2 separate regions of the Zea mays genome follow, and region 1 is linked to region 2. Evidence: chromatin contacts called from public Hi-C data. All regions are on one chromosome and are shown on one strand. The core of a region is the stretch at or near the end of the contact, and the rest is flanking DNA. Distances in the headings are between cores, read along the strand shown.

Region 1 (7,102 bases), core at 1,948-4,447, 200 kb before region 2:
CAAGGTGATCTCTCGATGACTGAGTACTGCCGCAAGATGAAGGCGATGGCGAACTCCCTCGGCGATCTTGACTGCCCGGTCTCGGACCGGAACCTCGTCCTCAATGTTCTTCGCGGCCTCAACAAGAAGTATGAGCATCTTCGGGCGATCATCACACGCAGTCCTCCCTTCCCGAGTTTTCTTAAACTCCGGGATGATCTGGTCCTCGAGGAACTACAACTTGGGCCAGACACGACTTCAGCACCACCTCAGGCCTTCTACTCAACAACTCCCAGCCACCTTCCTCCTCTCGCCCCCCTGGCAGTGGCGGCCAGGGACAGGGACGTGGTCGTGGCCGCGGCCGTGGGAAGGGTGGTCGGGGTTCTGGTGCTAACCATCACAGGCAGGGAGGGCACCCTGCTGGTCCTGCGCGCAACCAGGCTAATGGCAGCACCTCGGCGATAGGTGCGCCGGCAACCTGGCCCTCCCTCTACAACCCATGGACTGGGACGATCTCCATGTACCTCGGTCCAACTATGGGTGAACTGCAGCAGCCCTCACGCCCCCAACAACAGCAGGTGTTCCTCACTGCTCCGGGCTAGCCCGTGGGTCTATCTCAGCATACCACCCCACTGGCGCCCATCCCTGTTTTGGCGCAGCTGTATGCTGCCCAGCAGCAACATCAGCTGCAGCAGCAGGCGCAGGCTGCGTATGGGGCGCAACAGCAACAACAGGTTGCCCAAACACCCTGGAACCCGTGGAAGGGTACCTGGGATCAGCAGTCGCTGGCCTCTTTCTTCAACACGATGACTCTTCAGCAGCCCCAATCCATCACCGAGTGGATTGCTGACTCCGGGGCCTCCAACCATACGACCCTGGACTCTGGTAACATCTCCCGTTTTCGTTCTCCAACTTCTAATATTCCTTCATCCATAGTTGTTGGAAACGGGTCTAGTCTGCCGGTCACCTCTGTAGGAGATACGGTGCTTTCTGGCCAGTTTTATCTTAATAATGTTCTTGTTACACCTGATATCATTAAAAATCTTCTTTCTGTCCGTCAGTTTACGACTGATAATAATTGTTCCATGGAATTTGACCCGTTTGGCCTTTCTGTGAAGGATCTCAGTTCTAGGAACACAATCCTTAGGTGCAACAGCTCTGGGTCCCTGTACACCATCAGTCTTCCTACTGCGCGTGCTCCTCCAGCCACTACACACTACGGCCTTGCTGCTGTTACTACTCCTGCGTCCCTATGGCACCAACGTCTTGGTCATCCTGGCCCTGACGTGCTTGCTAAGCTTTCTAGTATTGTTGTTGTTTCATGTAATAAGCCCAAACATGTACTTATCTGCCATGCTTGCCAGTTAGGTCGGCACACTAGGCTTCCGTTTGCGCAGTCCATGTCGCGTGCTACTCAGTGTTTTGATTTAGTTCATTTGTATAGGCCTTGTGTGTGTGTGGGGGGGGGGGGGGGGGGGGGGGGGCAGGCTGTCATCTGCGTATGTACAGGCCCGGCCCATAGGTGCTGCGCCACCTCTGTTGGGAGGTTTTTCCCCCTGTCCTGCCGCCATCCTCCTGTAGGCGGCAGCCCTAGGGTTTCCTCCCCTCCTGTCTGCCTATATATGTTGACCCTTGGGGTCCTATCAATACACAATAATCATAGGCGACTATCCCTGTCCAACACTTCAGACTATGATGGCACGTGTAACATTCCGTCCCAAAAGCAACGTCATCACAAACTAGTGAACTACACATGTGTCAGGTGTGCTTCAGCCTAAATATTCATAAGCAAAGGCTGAGCCACATCGACCCGAAGCACCCATGTACCTCTGCTCGTTTGCTCCTCACCAGTATGTAGTGCCTTATCAATTGTAAATAAAGGGGGAAAGGAAAAGTACAATCACATATGTATATGCTTATTAACAGGAGTCTAGGAGAAATACCTCAAGCTACTATAAGGGAGTGTTTGGTTTCTAGGGACTAATTTTTAGGCACTGTTTGGTTAGATGGACTAATCTTTAGTCCCTATGTTGCCAAACAAAAGGACTAAAATAGGGACTAATTGGCTTTAGTCTCTAGTCCCTCACATGGGTGCTAAAAGGACAACATTTACTCCAATTGCTCTTGACTAGAAAACTAGCGTCATACACAGAAAACAAGAAAAGGGGTATTTTGGTTTTTATGTGTTGAATTTAATGTATTTAGAATCTGTTTAGTCCTTACAACCAAACAGGGTAGTCCTTAGACTAAACTTTAGTCCTAGAACTAATGGAACCAAATGGGGCCTTAGTACATCTATTTTATTCAATTTAAGTCCCTAAATTAACAAATACGCTGTATTTGGCAATTTAAGGACTAAAATAGAAAAAAAAAATAAGTGACTAAAAATTAGTCCCTACACCCCCTCAATCAAACTCCGATAAGACAATTTGGACTGCCCAGACCATTATTGTTAGTCCTAAATGACCACACGACAATAGCACAGTAGCAGCAACATTCCAAGCAATCACCTTGGTTTTGGTTTCCTCGTCCACGATATCAGCCTTGAACTTGAGAAAGCCCACCCGTTTCCCGAACATGTCAACGCCCTGCATCGCAGATCCAGACGCAATCGAGCGCAAATTGAGAAACGTCATCCAATCAATCAATCACAGAGCACAACAACAATTCGACGAGCCAGCAGCAGAAACGCATATCACCTGGATGAGAACCCGCGTGAGGCTCAGCCTCCCGTAGGTGAGGACGCCCTTCTCCGACTGCAGGTTCCGCAGCCACTGCTTGAACAGCGACGACTCCACCGCGTTCCTGCGCTTATCAGAGCCCACAGCCAGCAAACGCGTGAGCGAGCTTTCCATCAGACGGGACCGGAGAAGGGGACCACAGACGCTGACCTGAAGTCAGCCTCGGGGAGCCCCGGCGCGCCCACGACGAGGACAGGGGCCCCGGCGCCGGGCACATCGACGGTAGCGCTGGGCAGGGCCGCGGCAGAGCCGTCCGACGAGGCCATGCGTACGCTGCGGCGGCAGGAAGCTGCTCGTGTGGTAGCGGGAGGGGAAGGGAGAGGAAGAAGCGGCAGTGGCGACCAGCGGCGGAAGCGAAGGAGGCACTGCGCACGAGCAATCGCGGCCTCCGATGCCATCGGGCCAGCGAGTTTCCAGAAGCTTCGTTCACGTAGAGCAATTACCAATCTCGATGGGCCGGCGGAAAGTGATCCCAACGAGCATGCACGTGGAGCAAAAGCCTTGTGAGGTTAAAAGCTCGGGCAGGCCCACGTGTAGCTTTTAAGCCCACATGGCTTTTTGCCTAGCCCATTTTAAGCACAACGCTACTGCCCTCGTTTCGTCTCGTCTCTCCCACCAAGCCGCAACACAGCGCAGACGGCGGCGGCTGCTAGCCTGCAACGAACAAACCAGCGAGCGAGCGGGCGGAGGAGGAGATGCCGGGAAAGGGGCAGCGGCGGAGGGAGAAGAACTTCCGGGCGGCGCACGGCGGGGTACCGTGCCTGCCCCCGCCGCCAAAGCAGAGGGAGCTCGAGGCCATCCCGACTAAACTCCGCCGCCTCATCGCCTTCCAGAACAAGCACAACGCCAATGCTGACGCGTCCTCAGGTGCTGCAATTAGACCATAGATGGTCTGCCCAATCTCCTGTTCTGCTCCCTGACCTGACATTGTGCTCGTGGTGGTGGTGTGGTGATGATTGCTGCACAGGAGGTGCTCCCAAGAAGCAAGACGATGGGTTAAGGAAGAACAAGCTAGCAACAGACAAGGCAAAGGACAAGGTAGTTCCTGGGTAGAGTAAGAGTAAAATTCGGCCCTGCTTGTCCTCAGCCCCGCACTTCACTGCAGTTTACTTGATTCATACCATGTGTTGTTGTGGTTCATGGTTGCCTGCCAGTTGTCTGTGCAATAGATGCTGTTAAGAATGTGATGCGCTAACTTCTTCGCGTTTTTTTATCTTCAATTCAATTTTTATGGTGTTCATGTAGAAAACCAAGAAGCAGGCATTGGTGGTTCCTGCTGATAGCAAAGCATCAGATATTAAAGGTAATGATAAACGTTCAGCTGCCAATGAGGATGTGAATGCAGAGGGAAGTAAGGGGAAGAGAAAGAGGGGAAATGTTAAGGACCTTCGTTTCGAGGAACTGGACAAGAACATCTCAGCCTCGAAGAAGCAGAGGAGGAAGCAGTGAGTTCTCTAGTACTGCAGCTACTGCCCTTATGCATTTGATCTAAACTCCGTTGTTATGTCATTATTAGTAGGAGATGTAAACAATAGTGACATGCCCTTCCATGAACTTAGGCACCTGGATGAGAAGAAAAAGAAGCGCAAGGACAATAAGACAGAAACTCTACCAGACTTTCCTGGGCGCGAGAAAGTCAAATTTGGTGAAGTTGTTGTGGCTCCACCAAAATTGTCATTCCCGAAGGTAGTTACTTCTCCACATGGCTCTACATGAATCCTTTTGTGCGATCTGTATTCTGGATTACACATCGATGGTTCTATACTTCTATAGGTGAAGAGTGCTTCAGATGCTTCTCGCGAGATGCTGAGGAAAGAGGCAATTGAGAATTACAGATATATCAAAGGCTGGACATCGAGGCCTGGACTGCAGCTTCCAACGCTAGCAGAATCACAATAGATATTTTCTCTGTTTATCGTTGTCAAACTTACTCTGTTTATATCAGAGAAGTTTAGAGTATCAATTGTGTAATTTGTACTCTCATGTAGGCAATTCCGAACAAATATTCCTGTCTGGATTTCCTCTCTTCTTTTGTGTGTTTGTTTTTCCAATTGGATCATTGTTGTGCTCTTGCCAATAGGGTATTATGTGATTAAGAAAGAAAATGCTGACTGTTTGATCAGTGGCTTGGATTTTGGAAAATTGCCCATATTTGGTTCAAGTCCATTCTTTGATGTGGCAATTGGAGCATAATCAACTAATATTTCAGGATATCTATACTCAGTGAGTTTTTCTTCCAACCTCCCCAATGTATAGTTGTGGAATATGTACATGTCTTCAACAGTAACAAAGGATTAAAAAAATATTGTTTTGGCATTTCAAGTTGAACGTGTGTATGCATACAACTGGAGCCCTTTATCCATGTGGAGGGTAGACATTGTTTTGTATGTAGCATCCTTGGATTCATCTGAAGAAGTGTATCACAGTATCAGGGTGGCTACCATTATCTTCATCTGCCTATATGCAAACTCCTTCCCCAAGCAGATGCGGGGTCTCGCCTCATCATTGAAGAAATATTTGTTAAACGCAAATGGTTGTTGTCGGTACCCTGAAACAGGGTACCCCTTACTACAGTATGAAGACGCGGTGCCCACGCGACTATCTCTAGTCGCGTAGTGAGCAGCATCCGACCTCACCACGTGGACGGCTCTGGGGCCGCCACGTAGCCAGAGAAGACAATATACTCCAAGGTAACAACAGTGGGTCCGGACCCCATGAGAAAGTATCGGACCCCTGTATATGCAGACCGGACCTCCGGATAAGGTCCAGGACCTCCATGGGTGCAGACCGGACCCTCCGGATGGGGTCTGGACCCCTCTGCGTGGGGTCCGGGCCACTCACAGCATGGTCCCGGGATTCTGGGACAAAGAATACCCAGGCCTTAATCAAGGCCAGGTGGGGTTCCGGAGCCGACACGTGTCCGGACTGAAAGGGAAATAAGGTAAAACCTTTTCCTAAATGATTTTGGTGGTTGAATTGCCCAACACAAATAATTGGACTAACTAGTTTGCTCTAGATTATAAGTTCTACAAGTGTCAAAGGTTCGACACAAACCAATAAAAAGTTAAAGTTAGGGTTCAAAAAGAAAGGAGCAAAACCAACCGAAGGCTGCCCTGGTCTGGCACACCGGACTGTCCGGTGTACCACCGGACAGTGTCCAGTGCTCCAGGGATATCAACTCTGAACTGCTCAGCTTCGGGTTTTTGGAGAGCCACTCCGCTATAATTCACCGGACTGTCCGGTGTGCCATGCGGAGCAACGACTACTGCGCCAATGGTCGTCTGCAAAAGTGAATAGTGAATGTGAACAGTGCGCGGACAGCGCACACAGAGTCAGAGCAGCGCCAGAAGGCGCACCGAACAGTAAACAGTGACTGTCCGGTGCGGCACCGGACTGTTCAGTGCCCCAATCTGTCAGAGCTCCAACGGTCGAACCCTAATGGTTGGGTGACGTGGCTGGCGCACCGGACAGTATCCGGTACGCCCCATCGACAGCCAGCCTCCCCAACGGTTATTTTAGTGGGTGGGGCTATAAATACCCCCAACCACCACCACTTCAAGGCATCCAAGTTTTCAGTCATTGCATTCAATACAAGAGCTCTATACTTCACTCCAAGACACAAAACAAAAGATCAAATCCTCTCTAAGTCCCAAACTTATTCCGAAGACTTAGCGGCTTGTGAGAGAGAGACATTTGTGTTCATTTGAGTTCTTATCGCTTGGATCGCTTTTCTTCTTCCTCCATTCTTGTTCTCAAGCAACTTGTAATCAAGCAAGAGACACCAAGTTGTGGTGGTCCTTGTAAGGGGTCTAAGTGACCCGTTGATTAAGGAGAAAAGCTCACTCGGTCTAGGTGACCGTTTGAGAGAGAGAAAGGGTTAAAAGAGACCCAGTCTTTATGACCACCTCAACGGGGAGTAGGTTTGCAAGAATCGAACCTCGGTAAAACAAATCACTGTGTCATCCGCTTTCATTTGCTTGTGATTTGTTTTTCGCCCTCTCTTTCGGACGCGATTATAATTCTAACGTTAACCCATCTTGTAGATTGTGTTTAAAGTTTATAAAATTCAGATTTGCCTATTCACCCCCCCTCTAGGCGACTTTCAATTGGTATCAGAGCCCGGTACCTCATTAGAGTCTAACCACTCGAAGTGATGTCGGGAGCATCCGCCAAGAGGGAGATCGGGACCGGCGACAAGTCCGCAAGCTCGGAAGAACACACTCGAGAGAGTCCGGCCACAAGCACAAGGAGGAATCCTCTTCCTCCTTCAAGCCAGATGGGACACCAGTCTTGTTCCCCGTAGCCTGAGCTAGCTAGGGGTAGGGTAATGATGATCCCCCCTGTGGCGTGGTCGGTCCGAGCCCAAGGTCGGGCGAGGCGGA
Region 2 (7,168 bases), core at 2,443-4,942:
TTACTTTGCAGATTGATAGTGTCATGTCTACAAGGTTAGCTAATGAGAATGACTCTAGCAGGCGTCTGAAATCTGAATTTCTTATCCAGTTTGATGGGGTGTCCTCAAACCCAGATGATCTAGTAATTGTTATAGGTTAGCATCTTTATGTTCCTCTAGTTGTTTACCTATGCTTAGCTTTTACTATATGTCTGGATCTAGCTAAATATATGATACATCTTACATGTGCAATTGTAAGTCTAGCTTAAACTCATTGGATCTAGCTAAATATATGATACATCTTACATGTGCAGTTGTAAGTCTAGCTTACGACTCGATAATCCTGAAACCCTCATATTAAAATATTTATTTGCTCCAGTTCTGTTGTTTTGGATTTGATATCCAGTATTTGGCAGTCACTTCAATTTCAATGTAAATGACCCTTAAAACTTCAACTCCTAGTATTTGGTTTCCATTACCTAAGTAACCTTAGCTAGGACATGTGGAAATTTTGCTTTGTATTTTTGCTTCTTGATGTGTCAATTCCGTGCTCCATCATTTCTGAAGCAGTTTTCAGCCATATAGGGCAGGAGCTGTCATCACTAAATTAGTCAAGACGCCACTTTACCTTTTCAGCTTTTTTGGTGACCACTAGTGATTGTTCTTTGCTTTACCGCAATATGACCTTTATTTCTGTCATCTGTATATAGCGGTTGATTTTATAGAAGACAACTCTAGATGAGCTGTGTGCAGTGCACTGTGCACGGATCCTATTTGATAGGGCATTATCTGTATAGGTGTTATTGATTTTTAATGCTGAATTATTCTTTTTTTGTTTTAGACTTTTATCTATATTTTATTGATGCCAATTCTCTGTCCAGGGGCTACTAATAAACCTCAAGAATTGGATGATGCTGTTCTTCGAAGGCTGGTAAGATCTATTCTGACATTTAAATGGTGTGGTGCTGTTTTTTTGTTGAGGACCGGGTGCTAGAGCCCGGGCGGTGGAGGTGGCCTTGGCCTTTCACCAGGTCGGGGGTTCGAACCCCCGATTTCTCACCAAAAAATCCCCTCGCTGCCCCTCGCCCACTCTCGGGGAGCGGCTCGGCTGTGGCCGCCTCAGGCCTGGGGTGGGCCTTTGCAGTGTGGACAACCTGAGACGGCCCGTTAGTGACAGGAGGGCAGGGTTCGGGGGTTTTCTAGGACAGGACCATGGTTCGGGTTCCATCTTTATCAGAAAACCGGGAGGGCGGTCTCCCCGTCCCAGTTTTTTACTGTTTTTTGTTGGGTTCAGAGTTTGTTACGCATGGAAGCTATGCACCTGATTCCTTAAATACCTTTGCCTCAATTTATTGCATTAGCCTTTGTGAGAAATTTTCTGTAACTGAGAATGGAAAAAACGACAGTTAGAGGACTAGTTACAATAGCAACTTGAGTTTGTCAATATTTTTTAGTGAAGTAGATGGCTACTATAAAGGATGATTGATGATGCGACATGCAATTCATTGGTACTGTAGCACCATTATTCTGTTCTGTTACTGTATTAGTCAGTGAATGGGTCAGGAGTTGATAGATTGGCCTTGGGACGATTGATGATTTGCTGCACACTTATTGTCTCATTAATACCCTACTATGTTGCCTTGCTTCTCTATATCTTGAATACCACTGTTTTGATTATCCGATAGGTAAAAAGAATATATGTGCCACTACCTGATCCAAATGTACGAAGGTTACTTCTGAAAAATCAGCTCAAAGGACAATCATTCAAACTGTCGAGTAAGTGCTCCAGTTCCCAGGTTTCTCTTGATAACTGCTTGATCGTAGTGGCTGTATATGTAGGACAGCCTTTTTTTTAAAAAAAAACGTTTGGCACAGTAGCTAACCTGGAACTGGTTCCTGACAGACCATGATTTTGAAAGACTTGCTGTGGAGACCGAAGGTATTGTGTTTCCTTTCGAGTATGTATGGCTGTTCTGAAAACATGGGCTATGTGGTCCTGGTTCCTGACGGTTTTGTTTGTAGGGTATTCTGGAAGTGACCTGAGAGCCTTGTGTGAAGAAGCTGCAATGATGCCAATAAGAGAGCTCGGTCCACAAAATATTCTTACTATCAAAGCAAATCAGGTACGGGTTTTAAACAGTCTGAACATAAAGTTCACTCGTTCTGAGTTTTTTTCACTGTTAAAACAGAAGCTTAAATGGACTTCTAGCTGTAGTATCTTTACAGATAACATACCCTACATAAGTGGTTGTTTCCCAGCGAAACTTTGGAATGTCAGTGTACGAAGCACTTAACCCTCGGTTTCTAATCTCGTATCTCCAGCTGCGACCTTTGAGGTACGAGGACTTCAAGAACGCGATGACGGTGATCAGGCCAAGCTTGCAGAAGAGCAAATGGGACGAGCTGGAGAACTGGAACGAGGAATTCGGTTCGAGCTGACGGAGACGCGCGCTGCCTGATGATGATGATCAAGCGGCCCTATTTCCAGATGTACATGATTTATGTCTCACACACACATGGTGGCTTACACACACACACGCGCCCATCGGCCATCGATGCGTCCTCAGTCTGGACAGCGCGTCTTCAACAGAAGCAGAAGGTACAATATAATGCTGGGAACAGCCCTATATGTATACCCATTGAAATGCCGCTGCCCAAGTTATTTAAAAAAACAAACCTCTAGTGTGTGTTATTATTAGCCTATAGCTGCTCTGGGCCGCCGAGGGCGAAATCGAAGTATCGTCGGGCGTGTTCGGCAGGCTGCAAGCCGACACTGTTGCAGCTGTTTGGACTGCTGCAGCTGCAATCCATAGAGAGAAAAATACTGTAGAAGCCGCAGCCGCAGCCGGATTGCAGCCGCAGCAAGCCGCAGCGAACAAGCCGGTCGTTGTGTAAAAAGAAACACAAAACCTACATGCTTAATGACTCGTATATGTGTTATTATTAGCCCATAGCTGCTCTGGGCCGCCGAGGGCGAAATCGAAGTATCGTCGTTGTGTAAAAAGAAACACAAAACCTACATGCTTAATGACTCGTATATGTGTTATTATTAGCCCATAGCTGCTCTGGGCCGCCGAGGGCGAAATCGAAGTATCGTCGTTGTGTAAAAAGACAAACACAAAACCTACATGCTTAATGACTCGTATATATTTTAACAAACAGTTGAAATTTAGGGTGGTGTCGCTGCAAGCTTGAGGCACGGAGCCGGCTGTCGGCCGATTTGTTGCTCCAGCCCCTAGGCAAACCCCAATAATGACGGGTGCGGACACGTTTGTGTCCAAATTGTTGTGGGGGAGGGGGTTGAAAGGGTGTTTAGGTGTGCTACCAAACGCAGATTAGGCTATTTCTAGCAGTTTACTCATCTTCTATTTCGCCTCTACTCTATAAACAGTAGTCTGTCTACAGTGCAAAAATAATCATTGGACATGGCCCCTTGTCCTGCAACTCAAGAAGCTAAACGTGGCGAGATGCAGGCACTGCTCGACGCGCAGTGCTCTGCCGCCTCTGCGTATTGCCACTTTGCCAGTGAGACGGGTGCTGGGCCTCCATGCCGCCTGAGTTTTTCCTGGGCTCCAACCCCAAGCGAAGTCTCCCTCCCGTCCATAGGACTAACAAGAGCGGATCGTATCTGAGAACGGGTCGACCGCCCTTTCAGGCCCAGGCCCACTTCGCACGCCCCACAGGCCTCGACATCCACTGCGTCCCCTCCTCCCCCGTCGCATTCTGCAGCGCCAGCTCGCTCCTCGCCCCGCCCCCTTCTCTCAGCGGCGACGCCTCGGGCGTTCCTACCCTGCCCCCTCTCCGGACCCCCACGCCGTCGGCGAAGCAGCCGGGCAAGAGCCCGATCCAGACCCCGCGAGGTCAGTTCAGATCCTGCTCCTCTTCTCCCTCCCCCTCCTTCCACAGCTAGATCTGCGCCCCTCACCCCGCTCGCTCGACCACCTCCGATCGCCACGCCCGCACCCTCAATACCGCCGCCGCTGCTACCGTCGTCGGTCTGGAGCTCAGGCCTTCTTCATTCGCGCGTTCACGTGTGGTTCCCCTCCTAGATCTGGGCTGTTGTTTGGTCGATTGCGCTGGTTTTGTAATGATTGCGACGCCCTAGTCTGAGTTCTCTTCTCGCGGATCGGAGGCTGTGTGGCGTTGGTTGCTAGGTACGTCGGTAGCTAGTGATTTGGATCAACCGTTGCTCGTGGTGTGTCGTAGATGAGTAGATCGCGTGTGGCGTCTGTTGCCCGTCTCGTTGTGCGCATCAGCTATTCACCTCGTTTCGTCGTATCGAAATTCGCTCATTTATTCAGGATCCGCGAACGTGCAAATTTAATTCTGGAGCTGAATATGTCGTTACATAGATCAGATTTCAGAAACATCTTCTCCATGCCGCCTGAGTGAGAATGAAAAGCAAACAAACAAGAGGAAATCTATAAATAGAACCCCCTGGGGACCCCAAACGACCAGATCAATTCATGCCAAATTTTACTTGGAGCATTTGCCTGAACTTGATTCAATTTCTCAGAATGCTCGGATGCCAAGTGATGTTGTTTCTTTCCTGGAACCATATTTAATAGGCATCTTTGCGGGGCATTTTTTTTTTTTGCTGGATCAACCAATTATTATCGTTTGAACTGAAGGCCATGTCATTTTTAATTGGGTAGTTGAGACTCACCTCCATAGATGATGTTATGGAATATTTGACTCTTCGAAGTAATCTGTGATGTTCTACTTGTCAACATGAATTTGTTAATTTTATTTGGATCATGTGTATGACAGTAGTATTCTTGTGTTGTTCAAGAAAGCCAATCCCAGGGAACTTTTAGTTATATAAGTTTGCAATAGTTTGGTGCATCTATTTCTTTGGTTATGGCATCAGAGATCTTTTTTTTTGTATATTTTAACCAAACGTTTGTTTCTATTCTGCTTCTATTTGTCTAGAGCATCTCTAACGGTGCCTTAAATCAGTGCACTATTTTGAAATATAGGGCTCAACTCATAAAAACAGCTCCAACAGTGCCTATTTTACAATCTTTTACGAAAAAATATAGGGCACACCATGAAGTGACCCAAATATATTACACCCCAGATTAGTGTCCTATCCTTAATCTTAAAACTCGACCTGCGGGGGGTAAGACAGCCCCCGGGCATTGTATTAAGAAGACCTTCTCACACAGGTCGAGAAAACCCCCGAACCCTTGCCCCACCCATACACAGCGGCATCGAAGCCCATGTGAGAACGACCACGGCCGGGGCTGAGCCCTAGACCTGTGCTTTGGCGTGGGACAAACGAGGGGATTTTTTTAACCACAACCTGAAATTCGCTCCCACGGGGGAGTCGAACCCAGGACCTGAGGAGTGCTACTCAGACCACCTAACCAACTCAGCTAGAGGCCCTTTCACGTCCTATCCTTAATCTTTTCTTTCCTAATAATGTAATGTAATTTATTTACTAAAATATATGATTTAGGGCTTAACTGTTGGAGTCCAAGTTGTTGTTAGTGCCCTAAATACTTTAAATGATGTAGCATTTTAATTTTTGGGGTAGTTGTCAGGACCTAAGGAGGCCCACAGAGGGGCTGCGGTAGCAGCAGCCATGGGCCCTAAGGGGGATTAGATAAGGATAGTTAGAGATAAGATTAGAAGATTAGTTGAGATTATCTAGGAAGGTTATCAGTTAATAGTTTGTTGAGAGTTTTTAGGAGATAAGGATCTCTAGCTAGATAGGGGCAGCCAACCGGCCTATTTATGTAATCAATGGATGAGAAATAAAGCAGACAAGAATTAGAAGGGAGAAACCCTCCTCTTGCTCGGCCGTGGGTAGAGGCCCCCGGCCGACATTCCTGCCCATCGATACCCCCTCTCCAATCCCTCACCGATCTAGCGACCATAACAGTAGTGTTTCGAGCCATATTGTTGGAGATGCTCTTATGCAGCCAAAGTTGTGTTAAAGTTTTTTTTTCTTGGGAATTTATATAATTACAAAGCTTCTAATGCTGTGTCCTCATTTACCAATTCAGCAATCCTTGATATACCTGATGGCTATGATTGATGAGCCTCTGTACCCAATTGCTGTACTGATTGATGAGCTTAAGAATGAGGACATCCAGTTGCGTCTAAACTCCATTAGAAGACTTTCGACAATTGCACGGGCTCTTGGAGAAGAAAGAACCAGGAAGGAGCTGATTCCCTTTCTTAGTGAAAACAATGACGATGAAGATGAGGTGCTTCTTGCAATGGCTGAGGAATTGGGTGTGTTCATTCCTTATGTTGGGGGTGTAGAACATGCTCATGTTTTGCTTCCCCCTTTGGAAACATTGTGTACAGTAGAAGAAACTTGTGTCCGTGATAAGGCAGTTGAATCTCTGTGCCGTATTGGTGCACAAATGAAGGAAACTGACATAGTCGACTGGTTCATTCCAGTAGTAAAGGTAAGAGGCTCATTTATGTAAAGTATTAAGTGTAATGTTATTGTAAATAAATATGCTGCCATTGTTACTGCATCTAGTGTCTGTGGATGTGCTTTTGTTGGCTCAAACAATCAACAACTATAGATGTGGCATTACATTTGCCATGCTTTAGTAATTTAATGTGTTGTACTGATTGGATTTATTGATCTGTTAGATGTCATAGACAGTTAGCTAGGCCACATATGTGAGGTCAGAGGTATGGGAGGCTCATTTGGTTTAGGACTAGAACTTAGAAGATACTATTGCTACCTTGCTTACGCATCAAGTAAGTCTCTATATAATGATATGATATGTATCAATCAAAGGCAAGCAAGAATTGTCATTAGAGATTCTCATATACTCTTGGGCCTTGAGATTGGGCATCAACATCCTTGGCATGCCAAATATCAAGTGTTTGGTTTGGTCCATTCACTCTCGTACCGTCAACCTCCACTTTCTGCACGTCTCCTTAATACAGGGTGTGACATTAGACCTACTAACTGTTGAGTCAAGCAACATTTTTCTACATTCTGTCGGTGCTTTGCTTTCTATACCATGTGCCTATGAACTGATAATCAAATATTTCTCTGTTGTAGCCTTGCAATTGCTTAAACTTAAAATGCCAAATTATATATGCAAAACATTGATTCATTAAGATGTGTCATTTTCTAAGTATAACATCTGCTATCGTACCACACGATGCCATGCCTTTGTGCTACTTTCTATTTGATCTCTTATCTGTGCAGATT

The links. A called contact is a pair of places that touch in the nucleus more often than the background predicts.
Region 1: a Hi-C map of tassel shows a contact between it and region 2, with 4 times the contacts expected there. The contact joins the promoter of LOC100277024 here to the promoter of LOC103638140 in region 2. A contact is called at or near these places in 4 of 25 Hi-C or Micro-C datasets (ear, endosperm, leaf and 1 more).

Annotation. Positions count from the first base shown.
Region 1 is chr9:26,280,933-26,288,034 of Zm-B73-REFERENCE-NAM-5.0, reverse strand. LOC100277024 reads right to left here and starts at 3,197. Exons shown (of 7, transcript NM_001407164.1): 1 at 2,871-3,197; 2 at 2,679-2,784; 3 at 2,490-2,567. The coding sequence starts at 3,118. LOC100276116 reads left to right here and starts at 3,324. Exons shown (of 5, transcript NM_001149985.3): 1 at 3,324-3,587; 2 at 3,688-3,758; 3 at 3,966-4,165; 4 at 4,280-4,406; 5 at 4,494-4,967. The coding sequence starts at 3,416. The coding sequence ends at 4,619.
Region 2 is chr9:26,081,680-26,088,847 of Zm-B73-REFERENCE-NAM-5.0, reverse strand. LOC103638140 (serine/threonine-protein phosphatase 2A 65 kDa regulatory subunit A) reads left to right here and starts at 3,692. Exons shown (of 13, transcript NM_001347218.1): 1 at 3,692-3,839; 2 at 5,991-6,401. The coding sequence starts at 6,009. It overlaps LOC100273408 (AAA-type ATPase family protein), which reads left to right. Exons shown (of 13, transcript NM_001147845.1): 8 at 12-135; 9 at 861-910; 10 at 1,665-1,755; 11 at 1,883-1,918; 12 at 2,002-2,102; 13 at 2,302-2,652. The coding sequence ends at 2,418.